Linked DNA regions of Sus scrofa: all the other regions are linked to region 4. The links are chromatin contacts, called in public Hi-C and HiChIP or PLAC-seq maps. All regions are on one chromosome and are shown on one strand. The core of a region is the stretch at or near the end of the contact, and the rest is flanking DNA. Distances in the headings are between cores, read along the strand shown. Region 1 overlaps LOC110255744 (a long non-coding RNA gene). Region 2 overlaps LOC110255744 (a long non-coding RNA gene). Region 3 holds the start of LOC106507939. Region 4 overlaps STARD13 (stAR-related lipid transfer protein 13).

Region 1 (2,700 bases), core at 181-2,680, 180 kb before region 4:
AGCAGCAGTAGCAAAATTATAAAATTTAAAAGCACTTTTCAGATTTCTCTTACGGCGCGTCAGAGTTATCACTACAGTTGCCTGGGTTGCTGCTGTGGCATGGGTTCAGTTTCTGGCCCCAAAACTTCTGCATGCCACAGGCATGGCCAAAATACAATAAAATAAAATAAATGCACTTTTCTGTATATTCCTCTGTCCTAGGTATTGTAAAAAGAGAGTTAACAAAAGTGGAAGTCATTTATATGTTTAATACTTAAAACCATATTATGGAATTCCCTCAAGGCTCAGAGGGTAAAGGATCTGGTGTCGTAGCTATTACTCTGGTTACAGCTGTGGGGTGATTCAATCCCTGGCCTAGGAACTTCCACATCCTGTGGGCATGGCCAGAAGAAAAAAAATATATATTTTATAATGTGTCTTGTCATACAAGTTATTCAGACAAAGAACTTAATATGACACAAGTAGTTAACATGAATAAATTACTGAATGCTAATATTAATATCATGTATGAGAAGACGGGAAATTGCTGCATAATCAAGTAGGATGATGTGTTCGGGAGAGATCTGCACATTAAGAATGAGACCCAAAGGAAATTGCTACCATGAGGGTATTTTAGGAACTGACCAATTATTCTAATTAATTTAGTAGTAACAATTCTCATTATTATGTTAGTAACTATGCTGTTGTATTTTCTTATTTTAAAACTTGCTTCAAAGACCTCCTTGTCTGAAATAAATGATACAATGTAATAAATGTAGAAAGATGTTTTGCCCGAGATGAAAAAAGATTTAAATCATCCATTATAGGAGAAGGGGAGAAGACAAGGAATAATTCAAAACAATTCAGAACCATCCATAACCTCCTCCTTCTTTCTACCAGCTTTACTCAAAGGTCATATATACACAGCAAGTATTTCTATCCTGTTTAGAAGATGGTAAAACTGAGACATAAATATTTAAATATTTTACTCAAGCCTGGTAAGAAAGTAAGAGATCCACATGAAGAGAGTGTTCAAGTTTTTCAGTCCTTTAACTTGGGAGCTCATGCCGCTCTTGTAAATGTTTATCATTTATCTTTGAGGGTTTTTCAGATAGTTCCCCGTATAGAGAAACTCCTATTAAGTTAGCATTTTCATAACAATTCTCTAACGTAAAACAGAAACACTTCTTTCCAAAGTTTCAAGTGATATCAGAGAAAACCTTATGTGATAGGAAAAGCTGATGTGAATATTTTTTTAATTGGAAGTACAATTACAAAAGTGGATGAAATAGGGAAATTTCTGATTTGCTTCTCACACGTTGCGTATTCATTCTCTGAGCAGTTTTTATGGTCTACGCGAGCTAAGCTAGAAATATCTACATTGCTACACACGAAAGCCAAGCTCTCAGTGAGGTCCCGAGCTGAAGGAAGTGAAGGCAGGAAATAAAGTCCCTGAGTCATGTCGTGGGAATGTATGGCTCGTAAGCTTTGATAACATTCAACGAAACCACACTGTTGATTTTGGAAGATTTGTCGTGGGAACCCTAAGTACAGTCCTTACTCTCTTGGGGTGCATTTGTTTTTATGTTTCCTACTGTATTTAAGTGGTTTGGGATGGCTATTTCTTTTTCTGGTGTGGCGGCAGAAAAAAACCTTGAAATTAAATCTCTATAGAATGTGTCACAGAAGTTCTCTATTTGGCAGTTGTCCTAGGTGGCCAACTGGTCACCCTTATTTTGCTAATGAGAGTGAAAAAAGCCAAGCAAGGGCTCCGCTTCAATCCAAAAGCTATTTCGCTCAAGCCTCCAGCCAGTCTGGCGGATTGCAGTCCTATCATCCAATCTTGTTGACCCCTGTTCTCCTTTCAACTCTTTTTTTACTGGTAATAGGTGATGACCCAATGCAGTGTGTCAAAAATAAACTGAGAAAGCTAGTGCAAAGGCCTGGGGAGATAGAGCATGAGGGCCTTAAACTCTAATGGTTCTGTTTTATACGTCCTTTCCATGCACTCTGACGTTTGCCTCCATCAGGTCTGGTTGCTTCTCAATTCCTTGCAAACTGGGCATCTGATACACCTTCCTATTTAGACCCTGTTCTAGTTTATTCTTTCAATTTAACAAATATGTACAGGAGGCATATTGAGTGCCAGGTTCATCCTTCTAGAGGCTGAGATACAAGAGTAAAAGGAAAATCTCTCTCCTCCTAGTACTTACACTAGTGAGGTGAGAAAACAATGAGCAAGGTTGAGCAAAATGTATAATATGCTGAGTGTGATAAATGTGCTAGTCCAAAAAAAAAAAAAAAAAAAAAGAAAGAAAAAGGCAAAAGAGGGTAAGGAGTTGGCAGGGGTGGAGTGTTTGCATTGTAGATTGGGAGGTTGGTAGATGCTGCATTGAGAAGGTGGTGCTCGATCCAGTGGGGGAAGGAAACGTCTGCTGTGCTTCCATCCTAAGGGCTGGAGGTCTGGAGCGCCTTCTGTCCCAGTTGTAAAGGGACCTTTGAGGTGAGCAGCTAACACTGGTAGTGTGATATCCTGATGAGCACAGATTCCATTCCCAAAGTAGTTCTGTCTTTCTGGGTTTACCACTTGGTCGGTCTTTGAGGAATCTGCACTAACTCGTTCAGGGTCTCATGGGGAGGCGTCAAATGTTAACTCTCCCATGGGGCTCTTCCACAAGCCCCACTCTTTGACCTTGAGTGTAGTCACCCTCTGGCTAGTTT
Region 2 (2,700 bases), core at 87-2,586, 190 kb before region 4:
TCTGTGGAGATGAGCTATCAGGAACAGCTACCTGGAAAAATCCATCCTGCCAGTGCATCATTAAATCTCAGAAACGTGCTCCCCTAAGTGGGTAACGGAGAGTTAGTGGAGGTGAGGGAGGGCTGCCTTCCTGTTGGGGGCATTCTTAGATTTGTTTTATCAAAACATTTATTGCTCCTCTTTAGAACCTTCAGCCCATGACTCTCATATATTTAGTGTGAGGGCATATACTGCTCAATAATTAGGTTCCCCCCCTCAACGTGGGCTTTCGGTGGCTTCATAAAAGTGATAAGTGGCTCTTCTTGGACTTGTAAAGTAGAGATTGGCAGGCAATTTAAAGTCAAGATTTCCCAGTAGAATCATCACTACCAACAAGATCACATCCTGGCTCTCCTGTACTCTGAGAAATGTTAAAATAAGGCCAAGATTTTTATGGTCCCCATGCTCTACTGCCCAAAGACTTTTCTACCCTTCATTTCTCCTGTGCCAGCAACAGCTACGTTCTCCCAGTTGTGTCCCCTTGGGGTCCACAGACATACATGGACGCTCCTAAAATCAGTCATTTCAAGTGGCTCTGGGTTTTGCAGAGACAATTGTGTGAGTGAGAAAAATTACTTTCTTGGAAAATGGCTTTGGAAAACACAAAAGCATTTTACAACAGGTGACAGCTGGAAATCACAGTGCACTCAGAACCTTTTATAAATAGCCTCTGCAGATACTCCCTGTAATGATAATTATAGCACTTTAAATAAAGTATAGGGTTTGCTCACACATGATTCCATTTGACCTTCACCACGACCTCGTCAGGGCATTTGAAAGATTCCACGTTTTTGATGCAGAATCGGAAGCCCAGAATATTTGAGTGCCTTGTGACAAGGTCACACAGCTCATGTTTAACCACCAGCACTCCCGGTGCTTGCCTTTCTACCACGTTACCTCCTCCTCTCTCTAAATTGTGTTTTCTGGACGATAAATCCTGGAAGCAACACACTTATTTTGAGGCTCCCATTTATGATAACTCCAACTCTACAATTTCGGCCAGCCAGTCTTAGGGTCTTTTTTTCCCCTAGGAATCTTGGCAGGGGTGAGGGGTTGGGGGGCAGAAGCTCATACATGTTTGGGAGTTGGACTTGTTGGCTGCATGGTAGCAGGCACCTTTTTTATTATTTTATGACCCAGTTTGAAATCTATGAGGTCATCTATGACTGCCTATATCATGGAGCAGCTGAAACTCTCCAAAGGTACCGAGGCTGCCTAAGCATTATGCTCTTGAACTTGTCTGGTCCAGCTTTAGGCTGTTTCCTAATGCAGCTCAGAGCTCCAGCTATAAAGTGACCTTTGCCCCACCCTCAACTCCAGCTTCCATTGTTACAAATGCTGTTAAACAGTGCCCTCAACAGAGTCTTTAAGGAAACTGCTCTTTTTTATTTGTTTTTTTCTTACTCCATTTTTGTTATATTCCCCTTGCCCTGAGAGGTGCACAGGTGCTAAGCCTGAGAAATATCGAGGTAACAAGCCCCACGCTGTCAACAATGTCCTACTAAGTTTAAACACAACTGTCCTGCCTTTGGATGTGCTCTCTCCCTGAATAACCTTAAACCTCTCCAGCCAACAGACTCTGTGGGACCTAGCCTGCCCTTCCTACCCACTGGCCAGACAAGTCCTTAATTTAGACGATCAAGCTGAGAACCCTACATTCACAACTGCTAGAACGATTTTCCTCAAACACTCGAGTTTTTTCTCAGTTACTTTGTGAACATCTATCAGATCAAAGCCAGATTTTTTTTTCTGCCTGAAAAAAGGTCCTTCATCAGCTGTTCATTTTATCATATTATTTTTCATGCCCCTCCCTCCATACGATGTCAGATGTGTGTGTAGTGGGCATTGTCTACGAATATCAGTGGGTTAATTGGGTATATTAACAGGCTGTGGATGACAGACGAGAGACTGACACTTCTTTCTCAGGCATATTTCTAGATATTTTTATTAGCACTTAAAATTTTTTCAAGCTGTGTAACTTTTATTTATCATCAGCATCTTTTCTATCTTCTCTTCCTTGTGAGCCTACATAATGTTAGCAGTGAATGGTACCATCTTTTTGGTCAATGAGGGAGACCACGTTAATTAGCAGAGCATTGTGTTGGTTATTAATCACACCAGACCTCAAGTTAAAGAGGAATCTGCTCCGGAGCTCATATCCTGAGGAAGGTTATAGTAATTCAGATCTATTCTGTGAAAGGACACGCGATACTCACGTAAATACATAGTGTCTTAGCATGAAAAAAACCATCAAAACTTTGTGTGAGCATTGCTGCAAGTGGTTTTATGTTGTCTAGAGTTTAAGAATGAGTCATGAGAACTGCATATTCAGAGAGGATATGGCCAGGTTAAAAAATAAATCAGCCCTCTCTTCCTTTTTGGAGAGACTTCAAGGAGGAAATGAGATTTCCAACCCTCTTTCGGTATGAGGAGGAAGTTGAGGTTTGTGGAGGCCAAAGAATCCTAAAACTCTCTCCTCCAACTGAGGAAATATATCCAGGTATCAGAAAGAGATCACAATAAAAATGCTGTCACTGATAAATCTAGATTGGAGACCAAGTCTTAAACCCAAAATCACCTTCGTATTTTCCTCTTACTATTTTCCTGAATAAAACTCACTCATTGGTTCCAGGAAAATCAGCTGGACATTTATTCTGTTCT
Region 3 (2,700 bases), core at 101-2,600, 220 kb before region 4:
CTACCCCCAGCCTTTCCCAGTTAAAATCTTTCAGGTTAAGGCCAATCTATTTTAACAAGTCTTCCAGGGACACCTGATGCATGCTCACGTTTGAGAATCGCTGCCGCAGGAGAATCGCCCAGTGAAGCAGTGCTTTCAGTAGGCGCTGAAGGCTACAGGAAACTTCCTTCACTAACTTCCACTTAAAATACTCAGTTAAGCCGCGTTCTGGTAAAGCCCTAAGAACAACCCATTGCTCACTACCAAACAATCAGGCCTCAAACTTCCAGGAAAATCGAGGTTCTTAAGCAAAAATTCATCAAGGAAGAATTTACATTGATTTTGCTAACTTAGGGGAAAGGTTTTCTTTTCCCCGTCCGTTATCTAAGAGAAATATGACACACGAACAAGTCTATATTTATCCGGAGTGTTTCTGAGGCTACCTTTCGGAAATTTCCTTGGCCTATTTTTTAAAAAGTTATCCATGAAATTCTCCCCTCCTTCAGGGGCTCCAAACACGTACGCTGTATGTTTAATCATCAAAGGGAAACAAAACCTCTTACAGCAGAAACCAATCTAAGACACAACACCTGTGCCATCTTCCCACCAAGCAAGAAATGGTGGAGCCCGGTCCCAAAAGACTAAGAAATCGACGCAGGGATGATTGAGAAGGACTCAAGAGCAAAGTATGAGGAGACAAAAAAAGACCTGCTTTTTTTCTGGGCTTAAAACTAGAGAAAGAACTCCGTTTCCGCTCCATCTCGGGTATTTTCAAGCTAACACATACAAGCAGCTACCAATTCAAAGTGCTGCAAAGTACCTCCTGCGCGGGAACTCGGCAGGGCGGAGCCTCTGGTCGCTCCCTTCCCGAGGGCGGGACAGAGCAGAACCGGGGCCGCGTTTTCTCTGGAAGGTTCCGAAAGGCGCGCGCCCCCTCCGCGGGCGGCGAGACACTCGGCACCAGATGGCGCTGCCGCACCGAGAGCCGGAGCCTGGGCGGCAGGAGAGAAGGGAAGAGGCGTCACCGGATCCTTTCTGTCGCCGGAAATGCGCGCTGCCGGCGGCCTCGGGTCCCGGATATTAAGATTTCTGGAGGGTTCCCGCGTGAGGGCGGGACTAGAACCGGAACCGAACAGCGACCGTCGGGCCTCGGGGCGGAAGCCCGGGGCGGCGCCAGCGGGGGGCTGGTTTCTGGTGCGCGCGCCTCGCTGGGGGCGCGAGGGGGCGGGACCTCGCTCGCACTTGCGCGTTTTGGGGACGTAGGCGCTGCCGGGACGTGCGTCTTTCTCCATCTTTGCACGTTTGTTGGCCCGGCAAGGCGGAAATGGTGGCGTAGTAGGTTTTTTGTGTTTTTTTTTTTTCCCCCCCTCCATCCCCTCCCGCCCACAGGGTTGGGGTTTCTGGCTGTGAGTGAGGTTTCTGGAAATCTCTGTGGAAAGTTAATGGTATGTGAGGTAAAAACGCGAGCTTTATTTTCCCCTTGAGTCTTAAGCGATCCAGATGCCTGCTGGGCGCGGTCCCAGTGCTGGGCTGGACCCAGCCTTTCCCTCTAAATCTCTTCCTGCACCGGCTTGATCCACCCAAAGTGTCGTTAAGCATCCGTCCTGAGGCAGTAGGAGTGTCACTCGTGAAAAGGAACGTGGGCAGATACATTCTTCACGTGGAACCTAAAAACGCTTTTTAATTATGTCAGGAAGCATGTCTTGGTTTTTTAGCAGTGCTTCTCAAGAACTCATGGAGTTCATCGGCTTTATCGTCACGTTTTTGTCAGTAACATTTTATGTTCTTTGTTTTATGGTGTCTTGGTCTTTATCAAATATTAATTACGGGAAGGCCGCTTGTGCAAACCGTTCGAAAGGAGAAGAATTCTCCATTTCCATTTTTACAAGACAGGGGCAAACCACTTTTAAAGGACGGATCTAGGAACTCGTGAGAGTGCCCTGGTTTGGTTTGGTTTTTAAATGCAGCATCGAAACGACCAAAGGTAGCAAAAATAAATTCTCTGTGAAGCCATACTAATCCAACTTTAATTTTAGACCAATTCTGAAAGTGTTAGCAGCAAGGTACCCAGTTCTCCCAAGAAATTTCTTGGTAGACACTTTTATCTTTGTATTTCAGAGTTCCTTCCAATCTGCGGCCTACGTAAAAACTTGAGTCCTTGTGAAAGCCAGATTGAAAGGAATAGAGATTTATTTAAAAGAGTTATACTGAGAGAAATGGGAAGATTGGGGAATAAAAGATTGTCTGGAGTAGCCACATAAAGACATTTTATAGTTTTTGGTTAAAACCCTTTGGTGGGTTTTGGTAACAGGTGTTGTGAAGAAAGCTACTGTCAGTGGAGGAGTCCCATGATGTACATTTATGTGAGAAACCAAAAAAAATTGGGCAGGATCATTGGGGACTGATCACAGTGTGTGAGCAGGAGGCTAGATGCAGGCGGCACATAATGGAAGACATTAGGAAACACATGAAAGCAAAGGTCAGAGCTAAAGGGGCAATGGATGTGGAAACACTGATTTGGAAACTGGGGAAAAACAGGTTTTAGACCTCAAACTGAATGTGTAGAATAAGGAATAAATTCTTCATTAGATGTTTTGTTTTGGGATATATTGCATTTAGCTGCTTATTTTAACTTTATGTTCCTGTCTTCCCTATATTTCATGTACAAACAACCTTAAATTGAAAGAAAGAGTGCTTAATTTTGCCACCATTATACTAGTA
Region 4 (2,700 bases), core at 77-2,576:
AACTATGATCAAGGGCTGATGAAAAATGGAAAAGGAACAACAGGACCCAGTGCATCTTTCCTTTCCTTTCCTGCATCAGAGCTGACTTGAAAACCTGACCCTTACTTATTTTTGCATGGTGATTAGAAGAGGCTCTCAAGTGCAGGGAGAGAGGGAGGGAGAGAGAGGGAGAAGAACAGAGAGAGAAAGAAGAGTCCATTGTAGCCCTGGGAGTCTTTATTCATGTGCTCATTTACCTAGTAAGATATTTACGCGAAATGAGCTGCTTCTCAGAAGTGCAGAAATTCCGCAGGTGTTGGGGCTGACCACAGTTAGCCATAGCACCAAGAATCAAGATCCTAATTTAAGTCCTGTTGAACTTCCAATCGAGAGTTTTTCATTATTGGGATTCTAAATTCCAGGCCCGGCTGTGTTTCAGTTTGAATCTACCAAATATAAGAACAACTTGGCCACATGCCTCTTTTCCAAATAACTTTATTCCTTCAGCCCCAGGCTCAGAATTCAATAACATTTTCTATAGATTTTTTTTTTCTCTTCACATCAAACAATATTAAAGAGAAAAAATAGGGGGGAAATGCTGATTACTCCCACATGTACACTCGGATATGGCCAAGTGGAATCACTCGCAGTTTCCTTAAACACACACTCTGGTTTCCCCTGTCCATATATGTGGGCACAGACCCTCCTCAGCCCCTGCCTGTCAGAATCCCACCCATTTCTTAAAAGCCCACCCAGATGTCTCTTTCTCTGTGTGGCCTGCTCTCATCATCACCCCAGTCAAAAGTAATAATACTCCCCTTTAATATTGTTCTTAGGTCTTTTTTTGAGGCCCTTTCACATAAGGCCTGCATTATACCCTTTTGCACAACTTCTCTACTGATCCCAAGCAGCTTGGCCACAGCAGCTTTGCATGAATCTGCATCTTTACTGTGATTCCCGCAGTGTCTTAAATGGAATAGGCACTTGAAGAGTATTCTTCTTCTGGCTGATTAATAATTGAGGAAGTAGAAGATTTTAAAGGGGAAGATACTTAAATATGTTGATGCCCTCGCCTGTGCCAGTTTCATCTGTAAGAGCTCTCAGCTTCCCATGCAGGTCAGGGGCCTGGAGTGCATTTCCTCCGGGCATTAAAGGACTGGAAGTGTACTTTTCCCTGGAAAAGCTTTATCCATTTCTTTTGTAATGAAGTGTGGTCATTTATCCTCAGCTGTTTATGCTTATTGGAAGTAGTTTTTCATTTAAATCGTGTATCACACCCATCTCTGTACCTCGCTGCAGCTGCCTTGGAGAAGGCGGGTGTGCTTTCTCTATCGTTTACAGCTGGAACGATTTCCTGTGCCCAGGGCTTAGTTTTCTTCTGTTGCCCTTTCTCCTCTCCCTCAGCTCTTTCAGTGAGTGCAGCTTCTCGGGGCTTAGTCACTTCGGAGGCAGGGCAGGAGCCTTCGCTTCCCGCGCAGTCGGGGACCCGAGCCCCTGGAGCAAGGTCTCTCCGGGGCTCCGGCAGCCGACGGCGTACGGGCTCATCTCCTGCCCGCCTCTGATTGGCTCCGCGGGGTCACGTGAGGCCCAGGAGGGGAGGTTGGAATTCTGAGTTGTGGCTTTTGGCACTCCTTTTCTTTTTAAAAATCGCTGGGTCTGTTGAGCTCTGCTGGGCTGGGTGCCTTGCACCGTGACTGAGACTGGAGGCAGACGGAAACAGCCACAGGGCAGACTGAGGTGGCAAACGAAAATCTGCCGGGATGTTCAGTCAGGGACCCAGGACCCCAGCTTCAGGCTGCTACTATCTAAATGCCCTGACACCTGAGAGCCAGGAGATGTATTTGCGATTTGATCAGACTGCGAGGCGCTCTCCTTACAGGATGAGCCGGATTCTAGCACGCCATCAGCTAGTGACTAAAATTCAACAAGGTGAGTCGCCGGCAGTGGAAGGCTGTTGCTAATTCTGATTTCTGTTGGCTCTCTTTCGTGCTAACGCAGTTTTGAAAGCTGTTTTCACTTTACATTGTATGGGTTTCTCTGCCACGCTGCACCTAACTTTGAGAAGTAGCTTCAGGCTGCAGTTTTAAGCAAACAGTGACAGCGCTTAGCTGCCACATAACTCAACATTAAGTCCACAAAAACCTTCACGGCAGGACAGCGAATCATAAATTTCCAAAACTACGTATATGTCTACAGAATAAATGAGACAGGTTTCCTCGGTGTGTATTTTAGGCGCTTCTCTGAAGGTTCCTCACACCCTGTCATGTTTAAAACTTAGACACTGGTTTATTTAAGGGGGGCGGGGGGGAGCGGAGGACTAGCTTCACCCTGCCCAGATTCTTTACAATACTCTTACCTGACAGGAGAAAGTTAAAATTCTGTTCTTAAAGCCCTTGGGCTGACAATCAGAATCACATTCTCTGCCTCTTTGCCTGTTTACGTCAGGAGTTGCCACTGATTTGTTGATACTGTTTTTCTGGTAAAGGATAAGCTTGTCTGCTAACTTCAAAACAAATCTTGTGACAGGAGCATCAGCTGCATAAGGCAGAGAGGAGAGGAAAATTGATTACAAGCTATTGGGTGTTCCTTTTTATTCTGGGGGTGGGGGGATTACTAAAACTCATTATTCTCTGGTAATAGTTTAAAACATGCCCCTTATCTTAGGGTACGTTTGTAGAAACTAGAAAGGTGAACCTTCCTAAGAAAAAGACATATACCCAC

What was found. Hi-C and Micro-C count contacts between places; a contact is called where the count stands out from the background. HiChIP or PLAC-seq counts read pairs in DNA pulled down with a chosen protein or histone mark.
Region 1: an H3K27ac HiChIP or PLAC-seq map of skeletal muscle shows a contact between it and region 4. The contact joins two enhancer-like sites. A contact is called at or near these places in 3 of 47 Hi-C or Micro-C datasets (adipocytes, embryonic fibroblasts and fibroblasts) and 1 of 2 datasets of contacts at active chromatin or transcription factors (skeletal muscle).
Region 2: an H3K27ac HiChIP or PLAC-seq map of skeletal muscle shows a contact between it and region 4. The contact joins two enhancer-like sites. A contact is called at or near these places in 3 of 47 Hi-C or Micro-C datasets (adipocytes, embryonic fibroblasts and fibroblasts) and 2 of 2 datasets of contacts at active chromatin or transcription factors (alveolar macrophages and skeletal muscle).
Region 3: a contact with region 4 is called in a Hi-C map of skeletal muscle, with 7 times the contacts expected there. The contact joins the promoter of LOC106507939 here to the enhancer-like site in region 4. A contact is called at or near these places in 1 of 5 promoter capture datasets (liver), 5 of 47 Hi-C or Micro-C datasets (embryonic fibroblasts, heart right ventricle, mesenchymal stem cells and 1 more) and 1 of 2 datasets of contacts at active chromatin or transcription factors (skeletal muscle).

Annotation. Positions count from the first base shown.
Region 1 is chr11:9,864,816-9,867,515 of Sscrofa11.1, reverse strand. The region is part of intron 3 of LOC110255744 (a long non-coding RNA gene); the gene reads left to right. Among named protein-coding and RNA genes, the nearest start is that of STARD13, 130 kb to the right of the region's middle. Within about 2 kb of position 1,430, at least 29 of the 83 cell types and tissues checked have an H3K27ac peak or open chromatin away from gene starts, as enhancers often do. A contact at or near this core is called in skeletal muscle, where this site is marked.
Region 2 is chr11:9,880,992-9,883,691 of Sscrofa11.1, reverse strand. The region is part of intron 3 of LOC110255744 (a long non-coding RNA gene); the gene reads left to right. Among named protein-coding and RNA genes, the nearest start is that of STARD13, 140 kb to the right of the region's middle. Within about 2 kb of position 1,336, at least 23 of the 83 cell types and tissues checked have an H3K27ac peak or open chromatin away from gene starts, as enhancers often do. A contact at or near this core is called in alveolar macrophages and skeletal muscle, where this site is marked.
Region 3 is chr11:9,911,422-9,914,121 of Sscrofa11.1, reverse strand. LOC106507939 reads right to left here and starts at 1,350. Exons shown (of 4, transcript XM_021065188.1): 1 at 800-1,350. The coding sequence starts at 1,271. The region is part of intron 1 of LOC110255744 (a long non-coding RNA gene); the gene reads left to right.
Region 4 is chr11:9,689,562-9,692,261 of Sscrofa11.1, reverse strand. All of the region lies in intron 1 of STARD13 (stAR-related lipid transfer protein 13), which reads left to right. Among named protein-coding and RNA genes, the nearest start is that of STARD13, 47 kb to the left of the region's middle. Within about 2 kb of position 1,326, at least 68 of the 83 cell types and tissues checked have an H3K27ac peak or open chromatin away from gene starts, as enhancers often do. A contact at or near this core is called in alveolar macrophages, liver and skeletal muscle, where this site is marked.